Regions from separate parts of the Gossypium hirsutum genome. Here all the other regions are linked to region 3. A link is a contact called in public Hi-C data. All regions are on one chromosome and are shown on one strand. Each heading gives the region's core, a stretch centred on a gene start, on an enhancer-like site or on the middle of the called end of the contact. The rest is flanking DNA. Distances are from core to core; before and after follow the strand shown.

Region 1 (3,414 bases), core at 96-2,595, 660 kb before region 3:
ACTAAAAAGAAAAAAAAAGTAACAAAAATGATGGCAACAGTTGTCTTGGCAAATGGCAAACCAAACACCATACTCTACATATTAAATTACAAAAGCAAGTCTCTGATAATTGTATGTATACAACATATAACATATATAATCATAATCATAAAATAAATAATAATTTTTAAAAGGCTTGTGAAAATCTGACCCAAATACTCTGTTTTGGCAATGAGTTTATAATTTATTGTTTTCAGAACATGACTACTGAATACTGATATCCTGTTTTATTGTATAAATTTTTCTGATGGAAGCTGCCATTTTTGTTTTATTGATGAAAAAAGAAAGAAGAATAAAAAAATAAAAGGTGATATAAGCCAAAAGCTCTGTGTTTTCATGTTGTCTTCTTCATTCACCTTTTTTTTTTATTTTTTGTATATAATAAAATTATGAGTTGTTAGTTTATTATCTTCCACATTCGGTTGATTTTTAAATCGAATTTATGATTTTTTTTTAAAAAAATTTAGTTTTAGAGATTTGACAAATCTTGAACAATAAGAATATATACGGCATTCTTTTGGGTGATTGAAATGTATAGATTTTGTTTTAACCATGTTGTGAATAGCTTCACAAACGTAATTAAAAAAATGATCATATGTCTATCGCATGTTAGATTTTCAATTATCACTTTTGAAGTTTTTAAACTCTATTATATTTAATTATATATTTCATTGTTTTTCATAAATATTATGAACTCACATTTGCTTCAATTATTTTTTTACAACGGCAGGAAGTAGAGGTTACTTGGGTTTGAACTCAATTTTGGTGTTGCACTAGAACACTAGTCTTTTCAAATGGCCATTGAAAGCTTTAAAAGATAAGGTTTAAATATGGCCAAATTTTGCTACTAATTTATCTACTTGGATTTTGTCTATGTATTTTTTATTTTTTATTTTTTATTCAAAATTTTTATTATCATTTTTTATCAAATTTTTTCTATTAAGTGAGAGTAGCTTAATTAGCATGTTAAGAAGCACTAATGGTATTAATTATTTCACTTAAATTTTATTTATTGTAAATACTAAATCCCTAATTTTATTGTAACCTTTAAATTTGTTGATGGTGTTGTTAAAGAAATGGAGGGAGAGAACATTTGGGCCTAAAAGAGGAAAGAAAAGTAATGAAATTAGAAAACCCAACATTTCACGAAGGTCCAATCCACCATTAGGTGTTAGCCTCTGGCTTCTCTTCAATTAAGGTCACCTTGTAAGGAATATCGTAAGTTCCAAGCTAGGTTTAGGGTTAACTTTTTATTCCCTTTTAACTTTATTCACATATATATATGTAATAACAAACGCACTGTCCAGTTCGAAACGCTGTGATATTCCATTTTGTGTTTATTCTTTGAATAGAGGGTTCTTTGGAGAGTGATATCTCAGTGATGGATGCAGAAAAGAAGACTTGGTTTTGGCTCGACCGAACCTTGTTAATGTGTTTGCTTTACTTTGCTGTAGATGGTAATAAACAGCACTTTATTGCCACGCTCGTCGCATTGATATTGCATGATTTCGTAGTTTACATGGTCAAGCTCCTTCTCCAGGATATTTATGCTCTTTTCTCCACTCTGTTACACAACTTGAAGTTAAGATCTTTAAACAAAAGCGTAAGTGCCTTATTATTATTATCATTATGGTGGATTGAATTTGCATGCATGATCTGATATTCCTGAATGTATTGTTTCAGGGTACCATTGAGGGAGGAAATTACAACAGCATGAGAGAAAAGGAGGAAGTAGAAATAAGGACAACAGCGAAGAAGAATGAAAAAGAAGGTGAAGAGGGAAGCATGCAGGTGCAAGTTGCATGTGAGACTTGCAGGATGTTCAAAGAGGAAGAAGCAATGAAAGCCAAAGGGAAATACAAGGATAAGTACAAGAAAAAGTTGCTGCAAAAGGAGGAGAATTTTGATAGAGTTAAAAGCACTTTGAAAGAAAAATATAATGAAGATAGAGACAAGTGGGAAGAAGAGAGAAAGTTGCTCAAGATAAAGTATGAAGAGATGCGATGGACATAAACCAAACAAAAAACCCTTTAATTACTTAGTTATTAATGTTTATTGATAGATGATGTCCTAAGAGGGCATATTAACTAATAATACCAGTTCTGATGCTTTTTAAATTTATGGGGTATATTGAGATATCAATGTTTATTCCTGTTTTGAACAATGTTGAAGAAAAACATGCAAGTTTAATGTTACTTGAGAGAGGATATTCTTAAGCACTCTTCAAAGCTTTTACTCAAGAGAGGATTACTCACAACTGCAAAATCATATCATCAAATGAAAACTCTATCAAGCATGTTTGCAAGACTTACATTAAAACCAAGATACTTGAAAACATGGGGAGGATTAGATTTAGCTGCTATTAATTTCATAACTTTTTATACATGCAAGTACAATATTGTAAATCCAACCAATGAAACACTGTAAAACCATTTGAAGTTACAGATTAGGGCCAGTAGGTCCCATGAGAGGTAAATTTACTTATCTTTCAATCTGGAGCTAGTTTAGCATTGTAAGGTCCTTTTGGAAAACACCGATCAGTCATTTTCTTGGTTGAAAAGCACATTCTAAAGCTGCTTTGCTGTCAAAAGGCTTTTGAATAGTCAGGCTAAATATACCCTTAAACTGAATCTCCCTAAAATAGGATTTCTACGCTTCCATTAAAGGTGGTAAAGGATTGCCCAAAAATAAAAAAAAACTTGAGCACACATGATTCATAGAACTCGGATTGTATAATGTATGTAAATATGCATTTGGTTCAATTATATATCGTAAATATGTATGTATGCATTGCACATCACTTCTCCCAAGTAGAAGTTAAATAAAAGTGAGATGATCAGAAACAACAAAAATACTAAAGAATAGCAATGCAAATTAAGAAATTCTAATTATATTATGATAATAGAGGAGGGGAGAAGTTCATATTAAATATCCTCTAGAATAGAAGACACTAATGCATATAACAAAATAAGCCAAAAGAAAGCCAATGTTCTTAATTTTTTTCCCCAACTTGAAAACCTAGCGAGAAAAGCATAGAAACTATAATAATATCAACATTAAATTTAAAGGCTTTCCTATCACTCGAATGCCCATTGATTCTCCCTCCTAACCTCCTCTTCTTCCTCGGGGGTGAAATCGTTCTTGATGTTGAAGGTCTTGCGAATCTCCTCGGGTGTCTTTCCCTTTATCATATCAGCCACAGTTTGGCAGGTCAAGTCCAGCAAGCTCTTGATATTCAGATAGTTCGCTGCCTGCAAATCCCAATATCAAAAGATTTACCATACGAATAGAAAATAAACCCGAACAAAATAAGCAACAATCTATACGTTTAATACTTCAATTCCCATTATCAAGACCAATACACCGGTATTTCCA
Region 2 (3,630 bases), core at 326-2,825, 680 kb before region 3:
CTCACTCCAAATGGCCATTATGGGGAAAATTTGTTTACCCATTTTGTCATTTTAGGTCTTTTACAATAGGTTAGGTCTTGAATGAGACATATTACCTTTAAGAAACGACACTAAGGAATCAATTATCTAAATTCTTAAAGAGATTTACACTGCACACAATGTGAAAAAACAGTGATACATGAGAGAAGCAAAAGCTAACAACGAAGGATTAAATATTTATAAATAGAGAAAAATGATAAAAAGGAAAGGGTCATCATCATTCATCATTCATAATAATCTTCTCATACACACAAACGAACAAATGGAGAAAATAGAAAAAGAGTGAAGTGGAGACAAAGCTATTTGGGTTGATTTTTTTTAGTTGGTGGGGTTGCTGCGGAAGGATCCCAAAGCTTTGATAGCTGCTGCTCTAAGGATGTACTGATGATATATAGCTGCTGCAAGTGCTCCAACAAATGGACCAACCCAGAAAATCCACTGTCCATCACAAATATAAACCATGTCTTAGTTTCAAAGATCAAAAAAGGACAGTAAAATGTTAATAGTACATGAACACTTACGTGTTCATCCCAGGCTTTGTCGTTATTGTAGATTACAGCAGCACCGAAACTCCTTGCAGGGTTAATACCAGTACCGGTGATGGGGATGGTAGCCAAGTGAACCATGAACACTGCGAACCCTATTGGAAGGGGAGCCAATACCTACACCCAAAACAACAGTTTAAATCCCATCAGACACGGTAACAGCTTAAAATCATGGAGTCGATCCATATATAGATGTTACATACAGGGACGTGGGAGTCACGGGCACTTCTCTTGGGGTCGGTGGCTGAGAAAACAGTGTAGACAAGTACGAAAGTTCCAATAATCTCAGCTCCCAAGGCAGTTCCCTTGTTGTAGCCAGAAGCCACGGTGTTTGCACCACCACCAAGGGAGTTGTATGGATGCTTCATGAAAGCTTTAACCAACCCAACTCCACATATAGCACCCAAGCACTGTGACACCATGTAAGCCACAGCCCTAATGAAAGACACTTTACGGGCCAAAAACAACCCAAAAGTCACCGCAGGGTTAATGTGTCCACCTGTAACCAAAACAACCAAAACACTTCAAGCAAACAAAAGAGCAATTTAGTTTTTAGGGTTAGGGGTTTTGTTTTGGTGTGGTGTTGGTGTTACCTGAGATACCGGCAGTGCAGTAAACAAGGATAAAGATCATGCCACCGAAAGCCCATGCAATACCCAAGAGACCAACACCATCACATGCATCTTGTTGTTTCTTGTGACCAATTACAGTAGCAACAGTGACATAGAGGAAGAGGAGAGTGGCTATGAACTCAGCTATGAGGGCTCTGTAAAAAGACCATGACTTGAGTTCAGCCATGTCAATCAGAGGTGCCGGTGGAGGGTCCACATAGTCCTTACGACCCTGTCCTTCTTCACTAACTTCCTTAGACATTGTTTTTGGGTCTCTCTCCAAGCTTTCCTTTGTGGTTTGCTTACGGGGAGGTGCTTATTATATCTATGTTGTTTCTTTGTGCAACTAAATGCAGCTTCAAATCACTCCCTTTTAAACTGGTGTCAAGGGGAAACACAAATGGTGCATTTACGGATAAGCCAAGGGTAGTGTTGGAATATAATTTGGGTTATGGGAAATCATTTTCCTTAAATAATAATATATTATTTGGTGGGTTTGAGAAGGGGTAGGGGACAGTCAGGGTGGGACCAAAGGGTGTACAGCGAGACCATGTGACTGTGAGGGCTAAAAGTAATCATCATCTCAAAAGTAGGGTTTCAAAGGGGTCAGCCTGGCATCCAACCTAAGCCACGGTTATATCTTGTCTTTTTTTCTCTCTTTTTTTATTTCTCCATAATTTTACTTGAATTTCCTACAATATCCCTTTCATATCCCCTTCCCTTTGTGTTGCCACATCATCTCATACCATTTCCTTTCTCTCCAGTTATTTATATCAAACTATTTCCAATTTTTCAAATATTTTTAAATGGTTAACTCCCCAAATGAATTTGTAAAATATTCATTTATTTCTTTTAATTATTTTAATCTAGAGCTAATATACGTGTACTTACCGCTTAAACAATTTAAATATGATATTCTAAAAATATAATGTGAATAAATTTAGGGTGATAATTTTTTTAGCACGAATGATCTAGTTTGTTCATTTAGTAGGTACACTCGTGTTCACAATTTAATTCACTTATTTTCTTTTATAGAAGAAGAAGAGCATTAGTGACCTTAGGACTAGAGGTGCTCATGGGCCGGGCCGGGTTCGGACCGGGCTCAGAAAAAATTTTGGCCCGAGTCTTAGGCTCAGGCCCGGCCCGAAATATGAGCCTAGAATTTTACCCATGCCCGGCCCGGGAAAAATTCATAAGCCCAGGCCTGGCTCGGCCCGGCCCGTTTTTTAAATAAATACCAAAAATTTATTTTAAAAATTAAAAAAATTTAAAAATAAAAATATTTATTATATTTGGGCCGGGTCGGGCTCGGGCCAAAAAAGTGGTGCCCGAGGCTCGGCCCGTTTTTTAATCGGGCCTCGTTTTTTTGCCCAAGTCCATATTTCGGGTCTATATTTTTACCCAAACCCTTCCATATTTCGGGCGGGCCGTCGGGCCGAGCTGGGCTGCCCGGCCCATGAGCACCTCTACTTAGGACCTATTAGTCCTTACATAAGATTTCTAGCTTTATCATCTAATAACATCTTCCTAACATTAATCAAAAGTAACTAAAAAATGACTAACTCTAAAGGGTTCTCAAGGCATGTTTTTGCTATACAATCAGCTTTCTACTTTAATACCTTGGATGAGTGAAGCCATCATAACATCCTCAGAATCTGCGTTTAGCATATCAACCGCTACCTTGCTATCACTCTCCAGAATAACTTTAGAATAACATCTATGTCAAGCTACTTGTACACCATGATATATTGCCCATAATTCATTTATTTTAAGTATACTTCACATTAAATTTAAGGTAGCATTTAATGTCGAAACTAACTAAATGATCTGATTGAAGTGATACTAATGTTTCGGGTTTAAAAATCAATTTAGAATCTAAGTCATAATTTACGAAATTTAGGTATAATTAACCCAAAAATAAAGTATTTATATTTAGTCCAGTATACTATTTTAGGCTTATATCACGATTTGATCCACAAACTATATATTTTAATTTCGAACATTTTTGTCATGCTTAAAAGAAAGTGATGTGTTCTCATTTATTGGGTATAACATTTTTTTTAACACTACTAATTGTTTTTACTAAAAATTATAATGGAATGACAGCTTAGATACCAGAATGAGGCTACAAAATATTTAGATACCATATTGAGAAAATGAGTATAATTTAAAGGCTAAACTGAAAAGGTATAAGCCTTATTTTTATTATTATTCGAACTGTTGATTGAATTAATATAAAGAATCAATCATACATTAATTTAATTGAAAATAATTAAAATTTTATTATTTTTGTAATAATAATACAATATATTTTTATCACTTTAAAATATTTGTATATAAAATCAATAATTTGATAAAATATTACTACCATTGTAAATATTATAATTAATTGTTAAAGGTGTGTGAAGAAAATAAAACACTATAAAACTTTAACT
Region 3 (3,198 bases), core at 94-2,593:
TTCTTTTTTCCCCTTATGATGTAAAATTCAATTTGTTGTTTGTTCAAATGTTGAGAAACAAAACAAAATGGATAAGCTTAGGTGGGTTTTTAGTTAAAAATAAAGATAATAAAAGTAGAAAAAAAATAAAAATCTTAAATGGTGACCCTGTCTGTCCCCCCCTTCCCCATCCCCATATAGTTGAACATCAAAGTAAGGCCAGGAATTGGACTCGTTGCAAGGACAGTCAGAAAGGTGAAAAAAGTAGGTGAAATCTCCCCCTCTCCCCCAGTCCGAAAACAACTTGTTCTCATCATCCTTAGCTCTTACCATCCACTTGAATTTCACGATGAGAGAGAGAGGGGGGGAGGGGAGTTTTGTTATGTGTGGTGGTGGGTGGCAAATATCATTATGCAAATTGGAGAGGGAAAGAAAACAACAAAAAGGGTGAAAAAAGAATCAACCTTTCCCATCCCTAACCTCACTGCTGCCCATTTGTTGCCTAAACTTAAACCACAAGGTTTGGGGGGGAAGAACCAAAAAGAAATAAAAAGGAAAGTGGAAGGTGGAAGGTGAACCAAAGCCCACAAACAAAGACAACCACAACCACACTCATATAATATTAGACTTATTTTAGAGTATTTATCTTTTCCCTATTCTCCCTTTTTCTTTCATCATCATCCTGCCCCTGAACCCCAACCTCCAAGTCTTCTAGAAACCCCCCCTTTCTCTCTCCTGCATGATGATGGTATACCAATAGAATAAAGATCCACAACTACCATCCCTATTTCATGATTTCTTCACTAATATATCCCATCCACCACTCCATTTCACTAATATAGCAACCTTTTATATATATATATATATGTTTTCCTACCAACATATAAAAAATATTTCCAGCTTCAAGATTTGATTTTTCTTGTAAACCAAAACTAGTCAACTGGACAACATTTAGTGTCATATATTTACACAAAAATAATTCTGTAATGGAGCTTATTATTATAGTTAAGGTTCCTTAATCTTATAGTATTCAGACTTTTGAGTCATAGTACTCTCTTTCTAATTCTTTTTCAATTATAAAAGAGATCACACCGGTTAATAAAGAAAAACAAGGGTGATAGATAGATAGATATATATTGAGATTTAAATCCGGAAAACCTTTTGGTAAGGATGGATGTTAGTTCCAACAACATGATAAAATATTTAAGTTGAACATGTACTCTGGTACATGTCTAATTTCAGTTGGGGGAAAGATTATGAAAGCTAACTAAATTATTAATCTAAAGTAGTACAGGTTTAGACAAAGAGCCAAAGGTAGGGAAAAAAAACTATTATAGAAAAAGAATGGGGTGGGAGAGAGCAGAGATCACACTTTGTCCTACCCATACTTTAATACCTTACTTTACACCTACCTAAAGGTTACCTACAGTTAATATATATCCCTTTTAACTTATTATATATGATTGATGCTAATATCATCAAGAGAGAGGCTACCAGCCACTCCCCTCAAACCTGTCTCACCAACTCACATCTAGAAGCTAAAATTAGGGTCACTGCGCTCTTTCTCTTTCTGGTTGTGTGTGTGCGTAATAGTCAAAAGGCTATATAAAAAAGCATCTAAAGTGCTCTCAAAGGGCCGGCCTCAATGTTCCTGCAACACAAAAAACAAGGCCTCCATTTCATTTTCCACCCTTACTGCTTCTCCTAGATTCTAATTATAATATACACACACATATATATCATATCATATTATATTTTATACTAGTGTGTATAGTATTGAAAAACTGCAAACGTAGGCTACTAGTGCTGCTATTTTCCACAAGTTGAAAAAGGTTTCTTTGTGTTACTGAATTATGGGAAGGTCTCCTTGTTGTGAGAAAGCTCATACGAACAAAGGTGCGTGGACTAAAGAAGAAGATGATCGCCTCATAGCTTACATCCGAGCCCATGGTGAAGGTTGCTGGCGTTCACTCCCTAAAGCTGCTGGCCTTCTCCGCTGTGGCAAAAGTTGTAGACTTCGTTGGATCAATTACTTAAGACCTGATCTTAAACGTGGCAATTTCACTGAAGAAGAAGATGAGCTCATTATCAAGCTGCACAGCCTTCTTGGTAACAAGTAAGTGTTGTATATAAATATAGATAGATTATATATTCAACTTTGTTAGTGTGTGGTGTTTGAAATTTTGATTGGTTTTTTATGGGGGATTCCTTGAATTTTATAGGTGGTCTCTTATAGCGGGGAGATTACCAGGAAGAACAGATAATGAGATAAAGAATTACTGGAACACGCATATAAGAAGGAAGCTATTGAGCAGAGGTATTGATCCAGCAACTCACAGGCCACTCAATGAGGCTTCTCAGGATGTAACAACAATATCTTTCAGTGGTGCCAAAGAAGAGAAAGAGAAGATTAATACTAACAGTAATAATAACCCTATTGGATTTATCACCAAAGATGAAAAGAAAATCCCAGTTCAAGAAAGGTGTCCAGACTTGAATTTGGACCTCAGAATTAGCCCTCCTTATTACCAGCAAACCCAACCAGAGTCATTCAAAACTGGAGGAAGAACTCTTTGTTTTATTTGCAGCTTGGGAGTTAAAAACAGCAAAGATTGCACTTGCAGCACCATCACTACTGCTGCAGGTAGCAGCAGCAGCAGCAGTAGCCACAGCAACAGCAACAACAGCAGTGGTTATGATTTCTTAGGCTTGAAATCTGGTATCTTGGAATATAGAAGTTTGGAAATGAAATAATAAAGAGTGAAAATTTGGATTTTTAACTATGTAGTTCAACTCCCCCCCCCCCCCGAAAAAAAATATTGGAGAGAAATGACAAGGAGATCATTGTTATTAGTTTTAAAATCTCTTTCATTTCTCTTTTTTTATTTCTAATTTGTATGATTATTATATCACATTATATATGCATATATTAGTAGAATAGATGATCATTGTTGTTGGTGAGTGTTTATGCATTTATTGAGTTATAAAACCTTCTTCTTCTTTCAATGCAAATCACTTCAACTTTGAAGAGAACATGGAAGGTGTCCCTTTACACATTTGTTTTTACCTCTCTTTTCCAATAAAAAGAATTGACCAAATCTTCAGAAGGGTGGCTTTATTTGCTGTTATGATCTAATGTTTATTAGCAGTGAGGGAAGGAGGGAGATTCTTCTCTTATATTTCTTTCATAATTAATATATATATGTATTTCTCATGGAT

What was found. Hi-C and Micro-C count contacts between places; a contact is called where the count stands out from the background.
Region 1: a contact with region 3 is called in a Hi-C map of leaf, with 1.9 times the contacts expected there. The contact joins the promoter of LOC107922576 here to the promoter of LOC107922466 in region 3. A contact is called at or near these places in 3 of 34 Hi-C or Micro-C datasets (all in leaf).
Region 2: a Hi-C map of leaf shows a contact between it and region 3, with 1.8 times the contacts expected there. The contact joins the promoter of LOC107922244 here to the promoter of LOC107922466 in region 3. A contact is called at or near these places in 3 of 34 Hi-C or Micro-C datasets (all in leaf).

The regions. Positions count from the first base shown.
Region 1 is chrD01:55,689,553-55,692,966 of Gossypium_hirsutum_v2.1, reverse strand. It overlaps LOC107922576, which reads left to right and starts at 1,345. Exons shown (of 2, transcript XM_016852666.2): 1 at 1,345-1,642; 2 at 1,723-2,234. The coding sequence starts at 1,421. The coding sequence ends at 2,052. It overlaps LOC107922577 (SKP1-like protein 1A), which reads right to left. Exons shown (of 2, transcript XM_016852667.2): 2 at 2,914-3,290. The coding sequence ends at 3,117.
Region 2 is chrD01:55,708,363-55,711,992 of Gossypium_hirsutum_v2.1, reverse strand. LOC107922244 (aquaporin PIP2-7-like) reads right to left here and starts at 1,575. Exons shown (of 4, transcript NM_001327196.2): 1 at 1,178-1,575; 2 at 788-1,083; 3 at 561-701; 4 at 97-477. The coding sequence starts at 1,457. The coding sequence ends at 358.
Region 3 is chrD01:55,030,113-55,033,310 of Gossypium_hirsutum_v2.1, reverse strand. It overlaps LOC107922466 (myb-related protein 308), which reads left to right and starts at 1,343. Exons shown (of 2, transcript XM_016852515.2): 1 at 1,343-2,095; 2 at 2,202-2,919. The coding sequence starts at 1,833. The coding sequence ends at 2,733.